Linked DNA regions of Zea mays: region 1 is linked to region 2. A link is a contact called in public Hi-C data. All regions are on one chromosome and are shown on one strand. The core of a region is the stretch at or near the end of the contact, and the rest is flanking DNA. Distances in the headings are between cores, read along the strand shown.

Region 1 (5,422 bases), core at 1,978-4,477, 160 kb after region 2:
CTAACAGTTCTCGAAAGGAAACAACAATCATTACCATGTTGTCTTGTGAGTGAGAGTGTCTCTATTTTTCACCCCAAATATATTCATCCACTTAAGCGTCCCAACTTCCAAGTGAATTGCAATGATTTGGGCCTTTAAATCCTGCTTGTGGAACAAAAACATTGTAAAGAGAAAATAGACCAAATGTAAATGCAACAAAATGTCCTTACAAAGGCATATATCATACATTATGATACAGTCCAGGTTGCATCAAACAACTCAATTAGATACAAGATGTGCACATGTCATATGCACTCAGACATACAGAGAACGAGATGTGAGGGTTCATACCACGATTTCTTCATGTAACATGAACGTTTGGGTAAAGAACTCATAACCAAATGGTTCTAAATCACAATCATTGGTGGCAGTGGCGGAGCTCGGTTGGGCGTTCTCAAAAGCTGCGTCGGTGACTCGGTAGAGGCGAGCCACGAACAGGGGCGGGGGGCATGGGGCAATGGAGCTAGGCATCTAGCGGAGGCGCAGTGTAGGCGGCTCGCTCGATGGATACGGGGAGCAGAGAGCATGGGTTAAGGATTATGATTTTTCATTGTCGATCTCTTCTTAGGCTTGGTCAAAGTATTTCCCAAGCCATACTGGACCGTCCACCCTAGGTTAGGGAGTAGTAGATACAATAACCGTTGTCCAAGCAAGCCTTTTGTATAAGCGTGCTTGTGTGTTTCTAGATTGTGGTTGCATATTTAACAGTAAACCTCTCACCAGCTCACGCAACCTCGTTTTGCATATCCAGTGAGCCTTTCCGTTACGCAAGCTGATAAAAAGTTCAAGTGTTAAATTACAACTACATTTGAATCACAATTTAAAGTCCAAGCTAAATAGTGGCAATTCACAATTATGTTTTACATGTGGTTCCTCCTTCCTCTCCGTGCCTATGATTAGAGCCCATTTGACAGGGCCTAGGCTCTGACTTTTCTCTAGAAAAAGTCAGAGCCCTGTCAAATACTTTTTTAAACGGCTTACTATGAAAAGTATCTAAAAGCCAGAGTCATTTTTTATACTACGGAGAAAAAGTCATAAATAATAATTTTATTGGCTCTGGCTCTGACACTTTAATACGGGGAAATGAGTGGATTTATGATAAGTCATTTCTACCAAACAATTTGCGAAATGACTTTAACTCTATAAAAAGCTGATTTTCAGAGGGAAAAAAGCAGTGCTAGATTTGTTTTTGGGCAATCTAGGCCCTCCCAAACGAACCTTGGGCCGGCGAACGCGTATGCTACTTGTGGGCTTGGCCTCCTCGCACGCGGCCTCTCTTCTCGGACAGGCCACAATGCTTGACGCTGTATCACCTCTTCGTCGGTATGTCGAGAAGCATCTGCGATAGCACTTTCATTGAGACATGCTGTACATGCTAGCGACAAACCAATAAAAGGTCTGGACAGATCTCAAGTCTAAACTCTGAAGACGTGGTATTTAGTTTTTTTAGAATACGTAAATAATTTGTACATTATTATAGTAAAAGTAGAAGAGTTTATTTCGTTTAAATGATGTGCTCTTAGTAAGTTTATAATAAAGTCAACTGGTGTCTATAAGAATCTTTAGTCTATTTAGCTTTTCAGTATTAATATAGAATATTACTTGTCTCTTATAATGTTTATTGGTTCTTGTGTGGAAGCTGGTTATAAGTTTACAGCTCATAAACGAGTTTAAGTTTTGATATTATTACACAGATAGTGAAACAACAAAAAGACATGGTGAGAGCCTTCTGCGATGCTGGCTTTGTTTGATCTGGCGATTGAAATCTACCGGGGACAAGAGGAGCTGCCCCCACTCACTTTTAGGATGTTTGGTTTGAGAAATATGTTAGTCTATTTTTTATTTAGTTTATGAAAAGAATGAGTTAATACACTACCGCTTCATTTTTTATAGTTAGTTAGTACTAACATGAGGAATAAAGTCATTTTTACTAAATTTGAAGAATAGATTTATAATGCACCACTTTAAACCAAACACTTTTTATTGTTGCCGTTCTATGTTCTCATGAAATTGCTGGGTCCGTACCTAGTAGTCTAGTACCCTGACGTGGTATTTAGTTTTTTTTTTCAAAACGTGATACGATAGTGTATGATCCCTCAGATACTTTTCAAGTTTCAACACAGTCACCTTTTTTTAGGTAGTCCGTTATAAAACCATATTTTTAACCTCTCTCAACCTGTAAAACCATTTGTTTACCCGTGAGCGGTTTTGTCACGTCGACTAGGCAAGGTAAGCTAGACTTCATCTCTACTAACTATTAAGACGATAGTGTAGACCGTCTCGCGTGCCCCCGCCTCCCCCCTCTGCGCGTGCCCCCGCCTCCGCCCACGCGCAACCAATTCGCCTGGCTTGCCCTCGCCCGCCCATCGCTCGGAGCCGATACAAGGCTAGGGCAATCCATCTGGTCCGAATCCGCATGCGCCCGCGACCGCCGCCGCCCGTCGCCACCTGAACTCGAACCCCTGGCCGGAGTGTGCGGCCCGCGCCCGCCTATGGACGAGTACCAGACGCGCCGGTCGCTGGCGGGCGCCCTCCTCTCTGCACGTGCTCCCCTCCCCCCCACCCCCCCGACCGCGGCAATGGCGGCCGCATGACCCGCGCCCCCTCCCCACTGCAAATCCCTCCCCTGCGTTCCTCCTCGTCCTCTTCCTCGCCTCCTGCGCTCCGCCCGTCGCGCCGTCCTCGCGGAGCTTCCAAAGCCCCCAGTCCCCAATGGACTCCTCCCCATTTGCTCCATCACGGCTCAAATACTCCGCCTGCATCTCCAAAGCACATTGCTCCCTCTGGCTTCCTGCCTCCTCTTCGGCTACTTCGCGTCCCGACGCCCCCTCATGGCCACCGCCACCGCAGTAGCAGTCTCCTCCACCGCTTGCTCGACCTGACCACCGGGTCCTGCCCCGAAGCAGGCGGGGACGGTGACAGCGACGCCGTGGGAGGCGTCGGGTTGGCGTCCGTTGGGGCCACAGAGCCTTCCCGCGAGCCGAGCTGGAGCTTCAGCACGCTGCTTCCCCCAGCCCCCTGACGGTGCTCCTCGGCCGCGTGCTGGGGTTGGGGCTGGCCACCGGCGAGGCGGAGCGCATCGGTCCAGTGATTTTTCATTTGTGCATTGCTGCAACACTTTGTATAATAGTCTGTGGTTTTATGGGCAGGTAGATCGGTCCGGTGATTTTTCAGCTGCTCTTGGTGCGATGGCAGCTGACTCCACCATGGGGTTTCACCAGGGGATCACCGCCTCGCTGTACAACCATCACATGCTCTCGTTCCAGTCCAACAACGATGTCGGCATCGACGGCGGCGACGACGCTACCGGTGGCATGGTCATGGCCCCGGGGAGTGTGAGTGGGGGCAGTGGCAACGCCGGGCTGTTCCTCTCCCCAAACACAGGGGTCGTCGGCAACGCACCGGGGGTTGCCCCATCAAGGAACTCGTCGGGGGATGCGTTCCGTGGCACTGGGACGCCCAAGTATAAGTATGTCACTGGTTCTCCTTCCGATTGGAGTGACTGTGAGGTAGACATACTGAACGAAGGGCTTGTGAGGTTAATTCATTCCCCTATTTGCTTCCTGAATTGCTTTTGCCTGTACTGTACTTTTCTCTACTATTGCACATATGGAACTTGGTTTGCTTTCTTTTCGCACCTTTAATGTGTTCCAAGGTTGTGGAGCACCAATTACGAACCTAAAGCAATTATTACGCAACCAGACCTTTAATGTGTTCCAAGGGTGCCAAGGAGAATGCAAGGCGGGCGCTGACGCTGCTATTCAGATTAAGGCAGGCGCTGACGCGGCCATGACTCTCATGTTGTTTGAACTGTTACACTAATAATTCTTTGCTAATTCTTAGGTTGGAGACTTTGGGTTGTCAAGGATCAAGCGCAACACTCAGGTTTCTGGTGGTGTCTGTGGCACTCTTCCATGGATGGCACCAGAGCTACTGAATGGCAGCAGCAACAAAGTCTCTGAGAAAGCAAGTTTTTTTTTCCGACCATACTCCTGATAGCTCTTTGCATATGGAACCAGTGGCGCGGGCTCCTCAGGCCAGCCTCCTCTCTCATCCAACTGCAGGTAAATTTGGCTTAGTCGTTTTGATTGGAGAGAAGTGGATTTATGTCCGAGCGAGAGGACAGGGGCGAGGGGCACGCTAGGAGACCTAGCCGGTCCAGCAGCTTCGGCGGCCACCGTGGAGGCGGAGTCGGTGGCGCAGGCAAGGGCGGCGCGGGCTCCTCAGGCCAGCCTCCTCTCTCATCCAACCGCAGGTAAATAACTGCCCCTGATTACAGCGACAAAAAACCGCAACTGCAGACAAATAAGCTACACTGATGCAACGACAGTCACCGTAGCATGTTTAATTTTAATACAGGACCTTGTTTTTTCTCATCTCTTTTTTCCTGTGTGCTTCAGTGTTCAGTGTATGCAGCCCCTGATTACAACAATTTATCAGAGGTTGGATTCTGATTGCCCTCTGCCTCTGCCTCGCATGATTGGTTGATCTCGCCAGGGTTGATAGGGTTTTGATGAGAACTTTGGATCTTGATTGCAGCATTAGAAAGCCTGGCAATGGCCACGGCAGACACCAGAGGGTGGTGAACCAGCCTGACACCACTGGCTTCCAGCCTGCACCAGCGCCTGGCCTCCTCCAAACTCCTGCGCGCTCGCCACCTGCGCCTCAGAATGCAGCCATGCATGTTCCTGTCTCCGCATCATGGCTACAGCACCAGGGTGAGTGAGGTGTTTTGTTCCGCTATATTGTACTGTGTTTGGAATGGTGCTGTTTGGATTGATAAACGTGATGTGTTCCTTCATTTGATTGCACATGTTTTTTTATTCACCAGATCCACATGTGTCATCTTCATTGTCTGCCAGCGAGAAACCGGCTAATCCGCTGTTACCATTACCGAAAGCTACACATGCTGCTCCAAGGGCTCTACCAAAAAACTCTAACACAGCCCTTCCTCAGGGAGGATCGCAAGGTTTGCCTTACTTGCATGTGCATTTTTACCATTTATGGTGGCATTGTACACCTTCTTCTCTCTGGCTATTCAAACCATATTTTAGATAGGTTATACTGCATCATTAACCACCTTCTTCTTGTTGTCTATTTCTTTTCAGGAGAAACATCAAAGGGGTTTAACTTTCAGTTTGGTAGTATAAATATGAATGGGCTACCGGTATGATTTTGTTATCTATTTTTTTTCTCCAGCTTGGGTCATGTAGCTCTCTGTATTAGCAATTACCTTTTGCTTTCTACTTACATTACATCTATACAATTTTGTACAGCAATTTCCTGCCAGGACAAGCTCAACTCCTCCAAATTTGGATGAACAAAAACGTAAGCAGCTATCTTGTCTTCTCTTGTTTATATGATATTCTGATGTATGTATTCT
Region 2 (6,212 bases), core at 165-2,664:
GCTTTTCTTTTGGTCCATTGGTGCAAAGATCCAGCAAGTCATATCTAGATTAACCAGTACAAAGGAAAGTTTTAGCGTAACCACTACTCTTTGGAAAGATGATCGCTTGTGGACTATAAATAAGTACTGCAAAAGCAGGAGAGATGAAAAAAACGTGTATATACTAATAGAGGTTTGAAGATACCCAAGGATTTCATTTGCCTGGTTGAACAATTTGGTAGCTGCTGGAACACTCTGAGCTTCTGCCCCCATTCCAACGGTTTGGGCACCCTGAAATCAAAGCATCCAGCAATAAATGGACAGTGGGGTAGGGGATAGGCATAATGATGTCGGCATAACCATAACTCAAAAGTCATTATTTAATTGGAGAACGGTGGAGGTATTTATTTTAGAATTATGCAATTACAGCACACTAAAGCACCAGATTATAAATCGACAGAAACTCTTGACACAACCGGGCATGTACAACCCACATAAATGTATCTAAGGGGATAAGTGTAAAAAATACAAAAGACGTATCTCGGTGAAGTAACGTCTCTTGCTCGGATTATTTATTGAATCCTGCATTTTTCCTGTGTTTTTGAACTAATTCCTATAAAACTCCTATACTATAAATATTAATATTTTCTTATATAACTGTGGTCAAAGTTAAAAATGATTGACTCCTCGAAAAATGAGAATGACCAACATTTGTGTACGGAGGGAGTATCCCTAAGTATCTAACTATCACACCTTAAACCTTTGTTGCCAAATTTGATGTACGTTTACTGAAACGTGCAAAAAGGTGACCATTATTGCCGGCTTCAATTCCGAAGTCAAGACATTCTACTTGCGTAAACCATCGTATAATGGCGACCATTCACAGAATTTACTCATGTGGGTAATCCACGCGCGTGCACACGGCCCGCAATTTGCAAAAAAGAGGGCCTCAGCGTACCTGGCCGGGGAAGAGGAAAGCGGTGGTGGGCTTATAGTCGGCGAAGAGCGCGTCGGCGCCCACTGCAACCTCGGAGCCGAGCGACACCCTGACCGACGAATACCTAGATCTGGAAGATAGCGCCACCCTCGCGGTCGCCGGCGCGGCAGCCCTGGCCCGGCGCCCCGCGAGCGGGGCCGGCGCGGAGGGCCTGAGGATGGCGAGCATGGAGGCCATTGGAGAGCCCGGAGCTAGGCGGAGGCGGCAAGTCGGGAGGCGCGGCAGCGGTAAGCGCGAGGGGCGAAGAGCATGCGAGTGCGAACTGCGAAGTGCCAAGCTTTGTAACTGTGTACAGGTGGGGGGAGATGGCTGGAGGCTGGAGCTGTCCAGATGGAGGGCAGGCGGAGCTCACGAGGACGGACGAGGTGAGCGAGGACGACAGCGCCACAGCGGTGTGCTGGGACGAGTTGCGCGAGGCAGGCCGAGAAAATGGGCTTGATGGTTTCAGGACAACCTAGGCAAAGACGGGTTACTGGGCTTTCTAAGGCTTGCGTTTTCGTCGGGTTTAGGTACTCAATGGGCTTGTTTAGTTAGGTCATAGACGGCCGTTGTCTTGAAGTTTTAACTAGGTTTATAGCCCTAAATGATATGTGTAACGATCGGGTCCATTCTGCATCAACGATTCTCTTTTTTAAAACCGTGTTCATCGCCTCCATCCAAAAAAAACGCCTCGCATTTTCAGTATGGCGCGTTGGCAGATGAGCGAACGGCCCGGCGTAGGTTCGATCCTAGGATCCACACTATACCTCACATTAGAACTTGTTCGGTTATTTATATTCTATGTGTATTATAAAATTATAAAATATTTTGATTTATTTAGAATTTAAACCTACTCAATCTTGAGAGCAAAACGAACAAGCACTTAAAGATTTTCCCGGTTTAGTATATACACGTGTGCATGTTTAGTAGTATTGCGTGTGTCGCACGTACTAGAGGTCTAGGCCTCTCAATGTCTTTCTAATATTTGTATTGGATGCGCACAAATGTGTGCGCGCGTGATTGTATTCGTGACATCCTTGTACCTGATAAAAACTAAAATTTAAATTTAGTTTATCTAAAAATTAGAATTGGTAATATAAAATACCGAATATGTATTATTAGATCAGTTATGCAATATATATATATATATATATTTTATAGTAAACACATTTATAGATATATAATATGTTTATATTATTTTTATAAATCTAGTCAAACTAAAATTAATTGGCTCATGGTATTTTATTAATATAATTGGTTAAATTTAAAATATGATGCTATGTTAGAATTGTGTTTTTTATATAGAGAGAGTGTACTTTTATGATATCTTCTTCTACTATATAAAGCACAATTTTCACGTTTTTCGCTATCGTCGTGCTCCCAAAATTTAAATGATAAAAAACTAAACTTTTATATAAATGAGGATTTAAACCATGGTTGTCAACTCTAAACCCATATCCACACTCACTTCGCCAACAAAATACATACATTTTTATATTTTATATTCTATATTTAATAAATAGAAAGAGCTGTAACACACTTTGTTAGTTCTGTTAAAAGTGGCTCTCTCGAATTGGGACTTTGACTACCAGACACCTGTCAAATTCTATATTTCTATTGCGTCAAGGTCCCATCTTTCGTCCACGAGGAAATAGGCACGTTAGAGCATATCAACAGCTCTCTAGAAAATGACTCATCAAAATCAGTTTTAAGGGGTATCTAAAAAATTAGTGGGGTAGATTTTAATCCCTTATTCAACAGATTCCTTAAAACGACAAATTATTTTTAGGGAGCCCAAAAATGAAGGAGTTTTAAGGGCTATGAAAAGGTTATAAACGTTTTAGGAAAACTGTTGTAGACACGTTTTTATGTTTTTTTTCCAAAAAAATTTGATTTAGGAGAGACTTCTGGTAAACTTTTGGAGATACTCTTAGGCCCGGTGACACTTTGGCGCTAGTGTGGATTTCATCAGATTCATCGAACGGAAGAGGATCACGTCGAAAGGGAGTGAGGTGCAAGTGCAAGTGGCGCTCACAATCCCATCGGCCACCAACAACCGCGCCCCTCCATTTGCCATTGCCAGCACGGATCACAGCTGGGGTCAGAGACGGCGACGCGAGGACGCGAAAAAGACGACGACGAAATCGGGAAAGGCTCAAAGGCATAAGCGAAGCGACGTACGCTTTGGAATATACGGTGCGGCAGCTAGAATCGAAACGCCAGCAGTCCATGTTGCAGTTGCAGTTTCCCTTGCACACCGCGCGCTCCTTTTACTCGCGCCAGGCAATTGTTGATGTTACCACTTCAATTTTTACCCCGGTAGAAGTTTTCTTTTCATTTATTTACTACAACAAAAAGAACGGACAGATAGGAATGAAAGCAAGCGACGTTTTCCAGAGCAGCGTGCAAGTTCCTATCCTATCACTTGGCCTTTGCCAGGTGCTTTTTATCTTCGCTGAGAAAGAGGTTCAAGATCAACATTGTTTGGCTTACACGCCACTTTCTTTTGCGAAAAGAAAATTCCACAGTTCATGCAGATGTTGGATTTACAGACTTGACCTAACTAAGAAATTTAATTAAATCTTAGAAAAATCATAAAAGCCCACATATAACGAGGGAGTTAGCTATCCCATCGCGACCTTATCGGATCACGATCAAATCAGATCGTGAGTTTGTCGCTTCGTAGACGTGGTCCTATATAAGATGTATGCTAGCCCTTGCTAGAGACTATCTCATCCCAACCACGTGTTAGTTTTTTTTGACTCTGCTTACTGCTGTGTCGCCGTTGTGGTTTTCTTCATCCCGAGTACCGACGTGTATCTGCGATCAGGAGAGCAGGTCTTCAGAACCTGTCACATTCGAGATCCTGCACGGGGAGAGGGCGAATAAAGTTTTTGGGAACGACTGCTCGGGTTCTTCTCGTTGACTCTACTGCTTCGACGTCGTCGACCTTACTGCTTCGACCCATGTCGTTTACCAGTATGTCTGATCAGTACATATCATCTGATTTGACATCATACTCCGGTTCATTTATTATGGTAGAGATGTGCTGTATTTTTATAATTATGTTGTTAGGTAATCTGTTAGGTTACTTGTTGTGAAACATACACCTAGACTATTTATTGTTGGTTATGATTTATATTCGAAATTTAATATACAATATGTCTAATTTATCAACAATCCAAAAATCTTATTGTAGACAATTTCCTGGTTTAACTATGGCTAGTTTTGCCGACGCGTTGAAGCCAGAAAAATTCTTTGGTATGCACTTCAAGAGGTGGCAAGCCAAGGTCACGCTCTGTCTTACTGTTATAAATGTGTTTCATGTTAGTAAAGGCAAACATCAGGTGTACTGACTCCCAAGAGGAGAAAAATATGACGATGTCAATACTATCTTTACGGGAGCAATTCTTAGCGTCCCTGTTGACTGTTTGGTTAATGCGAATATACAATACACAGACGGGAAGGAGTTGGGAGATGCACTTACTACTAAGTATAGTGCATTGGATGTTGGCAGTGACATGTATGTCATGGAGAGCTTTCATGATTATAAGATGGCTGATAATCACTCTATTGTAGATGTCGGTGTTTCAAACCTCACTCCGACAAGTAAATTTGTTGTGCGTGTTCCGGGCTCCGGACGTGTGCGTGGTGGGCGCAAGATTTATACTGGTTCAGACAGAACATCCATACTTCCAGTCATCAGCGGTTTACGCTACCGACACCTTTGATGATCAAAGTGAAAGCATCTAGGCCCCTGGTTGGTTTTAGTGATTAATGACAATGTAATGTTATATGTGACTAACGTGTGTTTTGCAGAGACGAATGGTAAGTTAGGTCGCATTACAGGTAGAAGTACTACAACGGTGAAAACAATCCCGGAGATAAGAACTCGAAGCGACGGCTAAAGAGACGAAACAAAAAGTGAAGGTCTACGTAGTCCGAGTGTCAAGGAGTTGCGGACACTCGAGATATAGTTATGTCTTTTATTTTGTTTTAGCCGTACTATAAAGAGGGGTTGTAGATGAGTAGTTTGACCAAGAGAGTTCTAGTGTAGTGTTGGTGCATATTCACACTCACATATAGCGCTAGGTGACACTCTAGAACATACTCACAAGTTAGAACGAAAACCGATTTGAAAAACAGCAGAAAATAGAAGATAGGGTTTCTGGCCTTGGGGCACCGGACTGTCCGGTGCGCCCTCTGTCAGGTGGGCCCAGGTTGGCCAGGGGAAGGGTTTCCCCACGCAAAAACCCGAGAGCGCAAGGTTCACGAGTTGAATTTTAGTGGCGCATTGGACAGCGCACCGGACCGTCCGGTGTGCACCAGACAGTGACTGTTCACTGTTCGGTGTGCCATCTGCCCAACGGCTAGCTGTTAGAACTAGCCGTTGGAGTCGACCGTTGGAGCACCGGTGGCGCACCGTTGGTGCACCGTTGGCGCACCGGTGGCGCACCAGACTGTCCGGTGCGCCCATGCGCAGAACAGTGCTGGTAACAACTAGTTGGTGGGTGAGGGCTATTTATACCCCCTCCACCCACCATATTCAATGTCTTGCTGCCCACATTTATTCCTGCACATTGGTAGAGCATTGCAAGCACCAAAAGCCTAGTGAGGTGATTAGAGAATCTTAATCCCGCATTTGGACCTCATTAGCGCTAGCGAGAGCCACCTAGAGCACACAACACTTGCATTAGGCTTCTCTTGGTCAAGCGAAAGTCTATGGCTTGTTACTCTTGGTGATCGGCATCACCTAGACGGCTTGGTGGCGTTGGGAGCTCGGTGATCACCGTGGAGATCTTGTTGGTGATCCGACTCAAGTTTGTAAGAGGTCGTGAGGGATCCACCGCGCCGGAGTGGCAAAGGATCATCTCGTAGTGAGCACTTGGTTCTTGCGAGGACCAAGGGGGAGCGATACCCTTGCGCGGGTGCTCCAACGAGGACTAGTGGAGAGTGCCGACTCTTCGATACCTCGAGAAAAATTGGAGGAGTCTTCTAAACCTTGCTTTACATTCCACACTTAATTCAAGCATTTTACATTGTGTATTTGTTTAGCAAGTATTTGAAGTATTGTTTTAGCATTGTTGTATTTCTAGTATTATTCTCTTAGTGCTAGTTGTTGGGGTGAAGTTGGGCTCTTGCTTAGGTTTTAATTAATGTTGATTTTTAGAAAAGCCCAATCCACCCCCCTCTTGGGTATCGTAATCCTTTCAATTGGTATCAGAGCCTTGTTGCTCTTAGATTAGCTTGACCGCTA

What was found. Hi-C and Micro-C count contacts between places; a contact is called where the count stands out from the background.
Region 1: a contact with region 2 is called in a Hi-C map of ear, with 4 times the contacts expected there. The contact joins the promoter of LOC103644602 here to the promoter of LOC100283964 in region 2. A contact is called at or near these places in 6 of 25 Hi-C or Micro-C datasets (bundle sheath, ear, leaf and 1 more).

What each region holds. Positions count from the first base shown.
Region 1 is chr1:46,138,359-46,143,780 of Zm-B73-REFERENCE-NAM-5.0, forward strand. It overlaps LOC103644602, which reads left to right and starts at 3,228. Exons shown (of 1, transcript XM_020547121.1): 1 at 3,228-3,739. The coding sequence starts at 3,228. The coding sequence ends at 3,683. It overlaps LOC103634515 (a long non-coding RNA gene), which reads left to right and starts at 4,880. Exons shown (of 3, transcript XR_556713.2): 1 at 4,880-5,008; 2 at 5,148-5,206; 3 at 5,316-5,374.
Region 2 is chr1:45,978,098-45,984,309 of Zm-B73-REFERENCE-NAM-5.0, forward strand. It overlaps LOC100283964, which reads right to left and starts at 1,415. Exons shown (of 10, transcript NM_001156862.2): 1 at 938-1,415; 2 at 185-270; 3 at 1-44. The coding sequence starts at 1,153.